Regions from separate parts of the Mus musculus genome. Here regions 2 and 3 are each linked to region 1. A link is a contact called in public promoter capture Hi-C data. All regions are on one chromosome and are shown on one strand. Each heading gives the region's core, a stretch centred on a gene start, on an enhancer-like site or on the middle of the called end of the contact. The rest is flanking DNA. Distances are from core to core; before and after follow the strand shown.

Region 1 (3,062 bases), core at 88-2,587:
ATACATGTTGCTGCTTTCTTAACTGCTTCCTGAATATTTTGCAAAGTCTAAGGTTTAGGTTGTGATATTCATTCAATGTTACAAAAATATAAAACTACCCTTCAGGGAAAAAGCATCAGTTTTCACATTATCTTTTAGCCCATAGGCAACTGACATGCTTGAGTTGTAAATGAAAGCCTATATTTGGATCTGAAAATACCTGACTCATGTATTACTGATAATCTTATAAACAATGAGGACAATCTTATAAACAATGAGGACAATGAGGACAATAATCTTATAAACAATGAGGACAATGAGGATACATCAATGGTGTGTCTGTGTTGTAAGCTGGCTTGAGTTTCTTTACTTTTTCCCCCTTAGTTTTTACTTTCAAGATATCTTTTATTTACAGGTCTTTCTGAAATATCTCTGTTAGAAAGTATCGATTACAAACACTGGAATCTGAACTAAAATACAAACTCCAGTAATAATTAAAGGGTGCAGTTAAATGTTATCCAAAGAAAATGCTGGACAAGAACTATTTTTCCAGTTTGACATCAGAGTAGTTTAAGCTTTATTTAGATATCAATGTACAATTTGATGTTTCCTATTAAGGTTATCTTATTTGGAGAACTCTTAATGGGTTAGGTATTTGTTGTTCTATGTTAAAAATAAATAAACACTTTTTATTTTATAGCTGTGTGCATCTACGAAGAACTAACACCTCTAAGATTGTGTGCCAACATCAGAAACAAAGCCCAATTATAGTCAAACACAGCAATCGCTCATCGGGATTCTTATGAACTTTCCCATGTCTAGGCAGATGTTACTCATTGATCGTGGCCAGAGGCAGCCTAGGATCTTTCTTCTATAGTGTTGTAGGAAGGTGCACTCAGGCAGCCAGGGACAGCAAAGAAAGAAAACCAACTGATTCTGAATAGATTGAGAAAAATAGAGTATGACACCATATCATGTGTGTGTGTGTGTGTGTGTGTGTGTGTGTGTGTGTGTATGTATGTGTGTGTCTAGAGAGCCTAAACAGATCTGCTCTTAACAAATTAAATACAATGAGCCTTTCATTTGTAACAAAAAAAATAAATAAATAAATAAATAAAGTACCACCCAAAAGTTGTTTATCTGTTTCTTTCTTTCTTTTTTTTTTTTTCTTTCTAAGTTCTTTTGGGTGTTCAGAACAGAGAAAGCATTTCGTCTATGAAGCAATCGGTTTTAGAAAGGGAAGTTAGCAACAATCAAAGCCTCAGGAATTCCCTTCCACAGGAACCTTGGCCTTGCAGCTGAAGGGCTGGGCGATTCAAAGGAAATCTGCTGCAGAGTTTCCTAGGCTGGGGAAGCACACCCTGACCCAGAGGGTGCTCTTGTGTGGAAGGCCAACGCTAGTTAAGAATAGAAACAAGCTGTGTGGCCAGAAGGCTGAGAATGATTTCCTCATGTCTGTTGTCATCGTTGTCCTGCAGTTTTCTCTATGCCTCCCTTCTTTCTGCCATCTCCTTGTCCCTGGCCGTAAACTTTAGTGATGGGTGCAATAGCAACAGCACGTGAAACAGAAGACCAAATCAGAATTTCTTCTTTGAAGGCATGTGAGAGGAACAGGTTAAACCTCTACCAAAAGAATGTTAAGAGTGTGGCCTCGACGAGTCTCTAAGAGAACAAGCCAACTGCAGATTTGTATCTTATTTTCAAGGAAGGAGGCCAGCGCACTCCCTGCATGGCCTGGGTAACACAAGTCGTACGGAATCACCACTGGCTTTTCTGGTTTCTGAAAACTTCAGAGAGAAGGAGTTCAGCTCAAATCTCTCCCAACTAATTTAAAAATAATGCAAATCTTTTTTTAAACCAAGAAAATAATGAGTGAAAATTATTGGACGCTAAGGGGAGGCTTTTTGCAATAAATGAAGGTGACTAGCTATGAAAGTCAAGAGAAAAGTATGCCTTTCTTCACATTGTCAATAATGAGTTAGAAAGCTTGATAATGAGAGCCATTCACGAGAGCATGTAACATAATCATACCCAGGAATGAACAGAAAACCTACAAGACTTTAATGGAAGGACATTTAAAAACCACTTCAAAACTTCAATTCCTGCGCAGTGAAAAAAACATTCCCTTTGTAAACAAACAAACAAAAAGACTAGCATTTAGTACTATGGCGCCCAGAGGCACCACAGACAGAGCCATCCCGGACGATGGGAGAATCACAAGCTAGATACTGACTTGGTTTCTATCTTAACATTGGCTCTAGATCTTCGGCTATGTTACCATTTTGTCTTTTCTAAAAGGGAATTCTTTAAAACTATGTAGCTTTTCATTACACATACATTGCATCTTAGATATGACATAATGTAACCCTCATTCTTTGTGTGGAACCCTGATCTCCGAGATGCCAGCAAAGTTTACTGGGAACTTGGTATTTCTAATGCCTGAGTTATGTTCTCTCACCCAGAACCCTGGAAAAGCATTACCCTGAAAACCCAAATAAAGTAGTACTATGCACCCATTTTTGAAGACAGCAATCTAACAAGAAAAGGCAATTTCATTTAGAAATCAAATTAATAAATAATTTACGTTTCCCCAGAAGAAAATGCTGTTTCCATCTGTTAACCCAGAATAATGATTTCCAATTTCCAGTGATAATTCAGCTCTATTTTAATATTAAATTTGCATTTATTTAAACATTTATTAGTTAACTGTGTATTTGTGCATGCTTGTACTCATGTGTTAAATGTGTGTCAGTACCTACATAGACCAGGATAAGGCAGCAAGGTATCCCAGAGTCGGAGTTACTGGAAGTTGCGGGCCACTGAATGTGCACACTGGAAACAACTCAGATCCTCTGGAAAAGCAAGCACTCTTAACTGCTGAGGCATCATCTCGCCAGCCCTGATACTCAGTTCTCGATATCGGAACTTTTAAACACACAGGTTCATTTGCATTGTTTTTATTGACCCTGTCCAGTCCAGCGATGGTGTACTTTGGTTATCGACACTGGTTAAATTACTGTATGTGGATGGCATTGGTAATGTTGGAGTACTTAAGTCTTGGAATATCTGTTAGTGGGTCCTAT
Region 2 (3,390 bases), core at 244-2,743, 310 kb before region 1:
TTAGGTATTTAGCTCATTTACATTTCCAATGCTATACCAAAAGTCCCCCATACCCACCCACCCCCACTCCCCTACACACCCACTCCCCCTTATTGTTTTTAAGTATAAAAAAAGAGCGGACAGTTCGAAGATACATGACCATCTTAGAGTATATATGGCGACTGGAGCTGAACTTGCTATTTTTAAGTGTACTTCTCATTGTTCAGAAATATACTAGAATTTTTTTTTTTTTTGATGCTGGTGAGGGAAACAAGAGGGAATAAAAAATAAGGATAGGAGACAAATTGTCATATCAGTCCAGAGTACATTTTATGAAAAATTGTTTCTTAACACGACACACATCAGTATATCTTCCAGGAATGAGAACACAATCTTTATATTTTTCTCCAAAAAACTGAAGGTAAATAAATGAATGCTGACTCCCTAAGGGAAGGCCAAGCAATCTTATAACTCATTTGCATCCAAGCTGACCCAGTAGTGCAGTATTGAGTGTGCATGGCTTTTAGGTTTTCTCTTGTGAAAGAAGCTTCAGAATAATCTTTATTTTGTTTTTACATTCTGACGAGTTACCTATGTTTTTAAAATAAGAAACATGTTCTAAGGTTTATATGTATGTCACGTACCGTGCTGATGCTTAACAAACTAAAATCCAGCAAATGTATGAATGAGATTTTTGTTGTTGTTGTTGTTGTCTCATTGGATGGGACAGCAAATCAGAAGTAAGCTAGCAGGGAGGAAGGATGCTATTAATCACTTAATACACACCATTTTCTAGACCATTCTGTGCAATTAAGACTTGACCTGCCCACAGAGGTGTGTGTTGGTGAGAGCCGAGTGCCACGGGCAGACTCTGGTGCCCAGTGCACAGACACATACTCTGGTCAGGTGTATTATGGGATCCACCTCATTTCTGAGGGAGGCTCTTTGAATTCTTTGAGGAGTAGATGTTAGCATAGTGTCTGGCCCATGGTAGGTATGATCACTGTTCTTTCCTAGACTCGGAAAACATGGGTGGGTATCTATGATGTTTCAGAGACTGAGAAGAGTTGAAGGTGATTAAATTACTTTCAAACCATCAATGAGAATACAGAGTGATGGGAAGGAGAGACAATCACACAGCAGCTTAAACTCAAGGCGAGAAGTTCAAAGAAGGGAAATGTAGCCAGGCTATAGAGTTAAGTAGACTTAGCAATCAATTAGGATGCTTTTCTCATAATGCATTCATAATCTCGAGTAGTAGAAGCTAGTTTCAGTTTGTGGCAATGGAGCTACGTTGTATGACCCAAAGTAAGTCACTTAACTTCTTGGGCATCTTTCCCGATTGTAGAGTGAGTTTTGAACCAGTAGCATGCGTCAGTCCCCTAGCACTAGCTCAGTTACACCTGTCTTGTGAGTTTCTTCCCGACTTACATTTCAGCCACCTTATCTTGACAACCAAAAGTCAGCATGATGGGAGTGTTATTTCACAGGGATTGGCAAATATTGCACATTAGAGCTTTGTCCTTCCACCCTGGAATGGTTATGAAATATTTACTGGCATTCCTGAAGTGAACCAATCAACTCCAATGTATGTTCCAACTGTGACAATCCTGATCTCTGGGACTGCTTTTCTACAATTACCCGTCACTCCGGGGCCATCAACCTGAATATATGAGAATCGTGTTTACCTCACGACTCCAACTTTCTCCCCTAGCTCTATGCCAAACCGGGCTAGGACAAAAATTTGAATGTTTATGATGGTAGAGACTTCAGAAATATTCTCACTTCCATATATTTCTGCCTCCATCCATTGAATCCTGTGATGGGTCTGAATCAGACTTCAACACAGAATGTCTTGCTCTCTACTTCTCTTCGTTTTTTTTTTTTTCTTTTTGAAATAGTGCGAGTCATTTAACTGATTTTTTGACTAAATAAAACGTACAAAGATGATTCAAACAGACTGACTGATTCATTCCCTTGAAATGTGCACATAGCAGATGAAACCAAATCACCTATAAAACATTTTCTTATTTCTCTGCAGTTGGTTGCAAGAATACGCTCACTGAACAAACATTTCCTGGGAATGAGCACCCCTGTGCCATCTTGGTCATTAAGTTTGTGGTATTTAGGAGTCTCTTCATGAAAGACTGCCTGTTAACTATGAATTTGGGCTCAGGCCAACCTTCCAACCTGCCATTCAACTCTTCTCTACTACCTATCCGTTTCTAGTTTTCTTAGTGAACTACTTGGTCGCAGCATTGCCCCCAAGTCTAGCAATGTGGAGGATTCTCTAGGTTTCTATTGAGCAGGGTCTGTGCTTGCCAGCAATTCTATCAGCAGCCAAAGCATAGTGCTGTATTTAAGGACTGATTCCTCAGGGAAGTTTTCAGCAGGTGTAATGGGACATTACATCTTTTTAAAGGAGGAAAAACTTCATAAACTTTGACACAATTAACTTTGCTTTAGGGACTGATTTTTCCTAGAAGTCACATGGTATGTTACTCTGTTGAAAGCACCTTCTAGTTTGCAAGATATCCTCAGCTATATAATTTTTTTCCTAATTACAGTCATAAGGCAACTATTATTCTGATTTTTTCAGATGACATGTGTGTTGGAAGAGAATGAAATGTTAGCCAAAGGTGCACATGGAATCAAGGTCCCCTCAGTACTTATAAATTTGTAAAAACACACGATGCCTGTTTGAACTGTGCTTAATTAGTCGCAATTCTAGGGGAAAGGTTGTATTCAAAAGACATAGTACTTAAGTGAACAGTTATTTATATCCGCTCAGCTCCTATTGTCTCTTCCTCTGGCAGCTCTTTCGAAATCCCTCACTACCCCATCTACTGAGATTGCCCATCAATCATGATGCTCTCTTCTCACTGCAGGAAGAGGACGCTCACCAGTCTGGCGTTTCAATGAGCTCTAGTCGTCTGAGCCAGTGCTCAGTTAGGGTGAACATACGACCAAAGCAAGGACAACCATATGGATGCTGGCAGAGAATCACTCATGTTCAGAGATTCCAAAGATACAGATGATACTACCTTGCAGTCTCTGAGGACCATCTTGGCTACTGTGTGGGGAGAGCCAGCCTGAGTGTGAAGCTGATGCTGCAGGCAGAAAAGCTTAAACATGGAGAGGTGGAGGCTCTCACTACCAGTTGGCTATCTGTATCCCACCATGTTTTAAGGTTACAGGAGCCAGTAAAATTGTTTCTTGCATTCTTCCTTTTGGGTCAGCAGTTTCATAATGATTCCTTTATTCCTTGCAAATCACATACAAACAATATCCAGTAAAAAAATACTTATGGATTTGGGAGTTCATACATAAGATCAAATGGATAAAAGCAACTTTACATAAATTTTCAGAGAAGATCAGGCATGTTCAGGGTGGCATGGCTGGGGACTATGT
Region 3 (3,461 bases), core at 583-3,082, 480 kb after region 1:
AAGTGACAGCAGAAGCAAAAGCGATAGCAAGCTTGTCTTGCTAGCCTTACTAATTTTCTTCCCAGATGTGGGAGTACAAAAGGTCCATTTGCTCTGTATTTGTTTCTTTAAGTTATTTAGAAGGTTAAATTGTGTGGTATGTAAATAAATGTCGGGGCAATTGAGCTAAGTTGCTCAATCATGAAAGGTTTTTTGACGTTTACGGATGAAAAGATGATTTAAAAACGAAATGTGCAAATGGGATGTGACCAGCAGCTTTCTCTGGGGCCCCACTGTGGAAGATTGCTGCATCCTGAGTTCTAAAGACACATCATGAATATTTTGCATTGCACAGGCTCACACCCACGTGATGACAGCCATGCTTACTGAGACACCAACACTCAGATTAGGACTCTCCCATATAATGAATTCCGTTTTGTTTAACCCTCATACAAAATTTTCTCCTCTTGTGGAAATATAGTGGTTTCATCACAGAAAACAAAGACTTTTAGTGTTTCCCTACCATCATTCCTCAGCAGGAATCTGTTATAATAGAAAATCCCGGGATTATATTGTGCTTGAGTGTTTGCTCTTTGAGTTGCTGACTTGAATTTCATAAACCTTGCTAGATGAATATGAACTGTGAAGCTTGAGAATTAGAACAATATTTCAATTGTTTCTGAAATGGCCCCAAACATACTCCTGTAACTTTGGGCTAAATACCTATATAAAGTGGCATTCTCAACAGTGATGACTATAAAATCAGTTTGCTCAACTCTTTAAAAAGGCAAAATGCACTGGGTTCTGTAACATTGTATTCTACTCATATTTGACTACTTGTGAAAATGCATCCAACCTCACCAGTATGTAGACTTGCCTTTTGTCTTTTCTTTAACAAATGTATTCTAAATAGCTAGTTCTGTGTGTATATGTGTTTGTGAGTGTAAAGTCCAGAAGTGAACCTTGGATATCATTCCTCAAGTGTTCTCCACCTTGATTTTCAAGAGAGAATCTCTCACTTGCTTGGAGCTCGTCAAGTTGACTGGCCAGTCACCTTGGGTCTCTGGGTCTCCGGGTGGGGTTACAGGTTTGTGCCATAATACATGGCTTTTCCACGTGGGTCTGAGCATCAAACTCAGGTTCTCATGCTTAGATGGAAAACACCTTACCAACCAAACTGTCCCCCCAGTACCTCATTGTTTTTTGAAGTTCTTTATAATATATTAGTTCATACTTGATTCGTTTACCCACTTTAAATACATACCTAAAGTCCGGTAAGAATTGCTCAGTCGATAAAAGGCTTATAAGTAGGAAAGTGTGCAAAGCCTTGGTTTGAGTGAACTTCATGTTTACCAAACAGTTTTTCCCCACAATAAACTTTGCTTGAGTTTTTAGAGAATAGACTATTATGGATTGGTATTTTTTCAGTTTAACCTCTGGGAAGAATCATTTTGGTTATTCCTCGTAGACATGGAATAATGTGATATATGAACTAGTAAGATGGCTTTTTGTCAAAAGATAAACAGGACCTGAGCTCCTTTCACTCCTGCAGCACTATGCTTTTCTCTGTTGCAAGCAAGGAAGGTATGTCAAAATACAAAGAGAATTTGTTATCTCCTGGAGGGTCCCAGAGTCCCTCCTGCTAACATGTAGCACTCTGCTTTTTTTTTTTTTCAGGACATGAAATGAAACAGGGAGAGTTTGTAAGTGACTCAGGAAGTTCACTCTGCTCATCTGGCATTCATGCTGTAGGTGACACAGGCACACATCCAAAAGCTTTACCAGGGTTATCAGATCCTACCCTGTGTGGCCTTTCTCCCACATTCAGTAACCATTTGACCTGGTTTGCTGTTTCTCCTGCCCGAGGTGACTCCGAGAACACAATGGGAGTCAATGAGGCTCAGACTGGTAGAGGATTGTGTAGTTACCCATCTCTAAAACAGTCCACACACATCTAAACCAGGAGTGAAACCTCTCGCTGTTGCGAAGCTGCTAAAAGTCTACTCAGAATCCCTAGGTGGCATTGAAAGCATTCAGACTCATTTCATTCACATGTCAGGTAAAGACTTTCATTTAGCAGCGAGATGAATGCTGAATAATGGATCTTTTGAATAATGTAATTAAGAATTCATTAGGGGGGACTTAAAAAAATGACAGAAAGCAATGTGTGTGTACTCCCTCCTCTGAACTCCCAAAATGTATCATACAGTTGATGATTAAAAAAAAAAAATCAGCAGAGAACCAATTAGAAAATACTGGCATTTCATTTACAAAATACTGACATTAAAATTCAATGAGGAACAAATATATGTTTGAATTTATTAGAAATTATGTTAAATCAGGATTAAAGATCATTTTTATTATTTTAAAATGTGCTCATAATATGACAAAGGACTTAACCAACAGTCTTTTCCTGAAAAGATCCCTCAGCGTTCCCTGTGTGAACCTTACAATATTGAAGAAATTCACTTTGTTCCTGGATAACTGATTTAAATGAGAAATGGCAAACTTCTCTTTCTATTCTTTGCTTTATTTTAATTTAAATGATGAAGAGGTTTAAAACAGACCCGAATGAATGCAACAGCAGGTTAATTTGCCTGTAACAAAAGCAAATGCATCTCTCTCTCTCTCTCTCTCTCTCTCTCTCTCTCTCTCTCTCTCTCCTCTCTCTCTCTCTCCTGTTAAGGAACAGGAGAGAGGAAGGATGGGCAAAAAATGATGGTGGCGCTTCTCAGAGTTCAGACATCTCAGGGAGATTAGCACCCCTGACCTCAATTACAGCATCCACATGCATCCACTCCTGGGTAAGAGGCCAGCCAAGAAAAGGCCAGAGTTTGTTGACATCAAAGCTTAGTGACTAGAGTCTAGGAGACTTCTCTACCTGGGTAACAATAGTGCATGTTAGTGTGTGTGTGTGTGTGTGTGTGTGTGTGTGTGTGTGTGTGTGTGTGAAAGGGAACATTTGAATCTTGGAACTACATCTTCATAGCGTAATTGACCATCTCTCTTTACTGTGGAGAGTGAGCACATTGCACACGGTGCTCTGTGTCTTTCCTTTGGTTTGTTACAGGTAAGGTGATATGAGCATAAAATTTATTATATCCTTTCCATCAGTTGCTTTGTCAATTACATGAGAAGCTCCAAAATCAAAAGAATGAATGAATTCATTGGCTTTCATTGTTAAGTATTTGATCATTTGTATTAACACATGGGCTCAAATTCCTTTGTTTCACTACTTTCTGATTTACTTAAAGTATACTGCCTTGAAGACTAAATCAACTTAAAGGAGCTGCATCTGAGCCTTAAGGAGCTGTGCACATTGACCTGGGAACAGCTCCATTTTCCTGTTTCCACCCGGCCCCCCAGGGGAGCTAGGAGCTAGGCTCTTAACTCACAGTTAGGAGAAGGTAAATGATCTAATGACCTTCTCTGAAAAGTTAAAAATAAAAACACCCCTGCCCCTGATGGAATTACTCCTCCAG

The links. Promoter capture Hi-C pulls out the DNA fragments that hold promoters and counts their contacts.
Region 2: a contact with region 1 is called in a promoter capture Hi-C map of liver, with 2.3 times the contacts expected there. The contact joins two enhancer-like sites. A contact is called at or near these places in 4 of 39 promoter capture datasets (embryonic stem cells, hippocampal neurons, liver and 1 more), 1 of 15 datasets of contacts at CTCF or cohesin (the NIH/3T3 cell line), 1 of 484 Hi-C or Micro-C datasets (liver) and 1 of 115 datasets of contacts at active chromatin or transcription factors (bone marrow-derived dendritic cells).
Region 3: a promoter capture Hi-C map of liver shows a contact between it and region 1, with 3 times the contacts expected there. The contact joins two enhancer-like sites. A contact is called at or near these places in 1 of 39 promoter capture datasets (liver) and 1 of 484 Hi-C or Micro-C datasets (liver).

The regions. Positions count from the first base shown.
Region 1 is chr6:17,175,631-17,178,692 of GRCm38.p6, reverse strand. No RefSeq gene overlaps it. Among named protein-coding and RNA genes, the nearest start is that of Gm4876, 5.3 kb to the right of the region's middle. Within about 2 kb of position 1,337, at least 29 of the 459 cell types and tissues checked have an H3K27ac peak or open chromatin away from gene starts, as enhancers often do. A contact at or near this core is called in liver, where this site is marked.
Region 2 is chr6:17,484,079-17,487,468 of GRCm38.p6, reverse strand. All of the region lies in intron 1 of Met (met proto-oncogene), which reads right to left. Among named protein-coding and RNA genes, the nearest start is that of Met, 22 kb to the right of the region's middle. Within about 2 kb of position 1,493, at least 26 of the 459 cell types and tissues checked have an H3K27ac peak or open chromatin away from gene starts, as enhancers often do. A contact at or near this core is called in liver, where this site is marked.
Region 3 is chr6:16,695,797-16,699,257 of GRCm38.p6, reverse strand. No RefSeq gene overlaps it. Among named protein-coding and RNA genes, the nearest start is that of Gm36669, 80 kb to the left of the region's middle. Within about 2 kb of position 1,832, at least 5 of the 459 cell types and tissues checked have an H3K27ac peak or open chromatin away from gene starts, as enhancers often do. A contact at or near this core is called in liver, where this site is marked.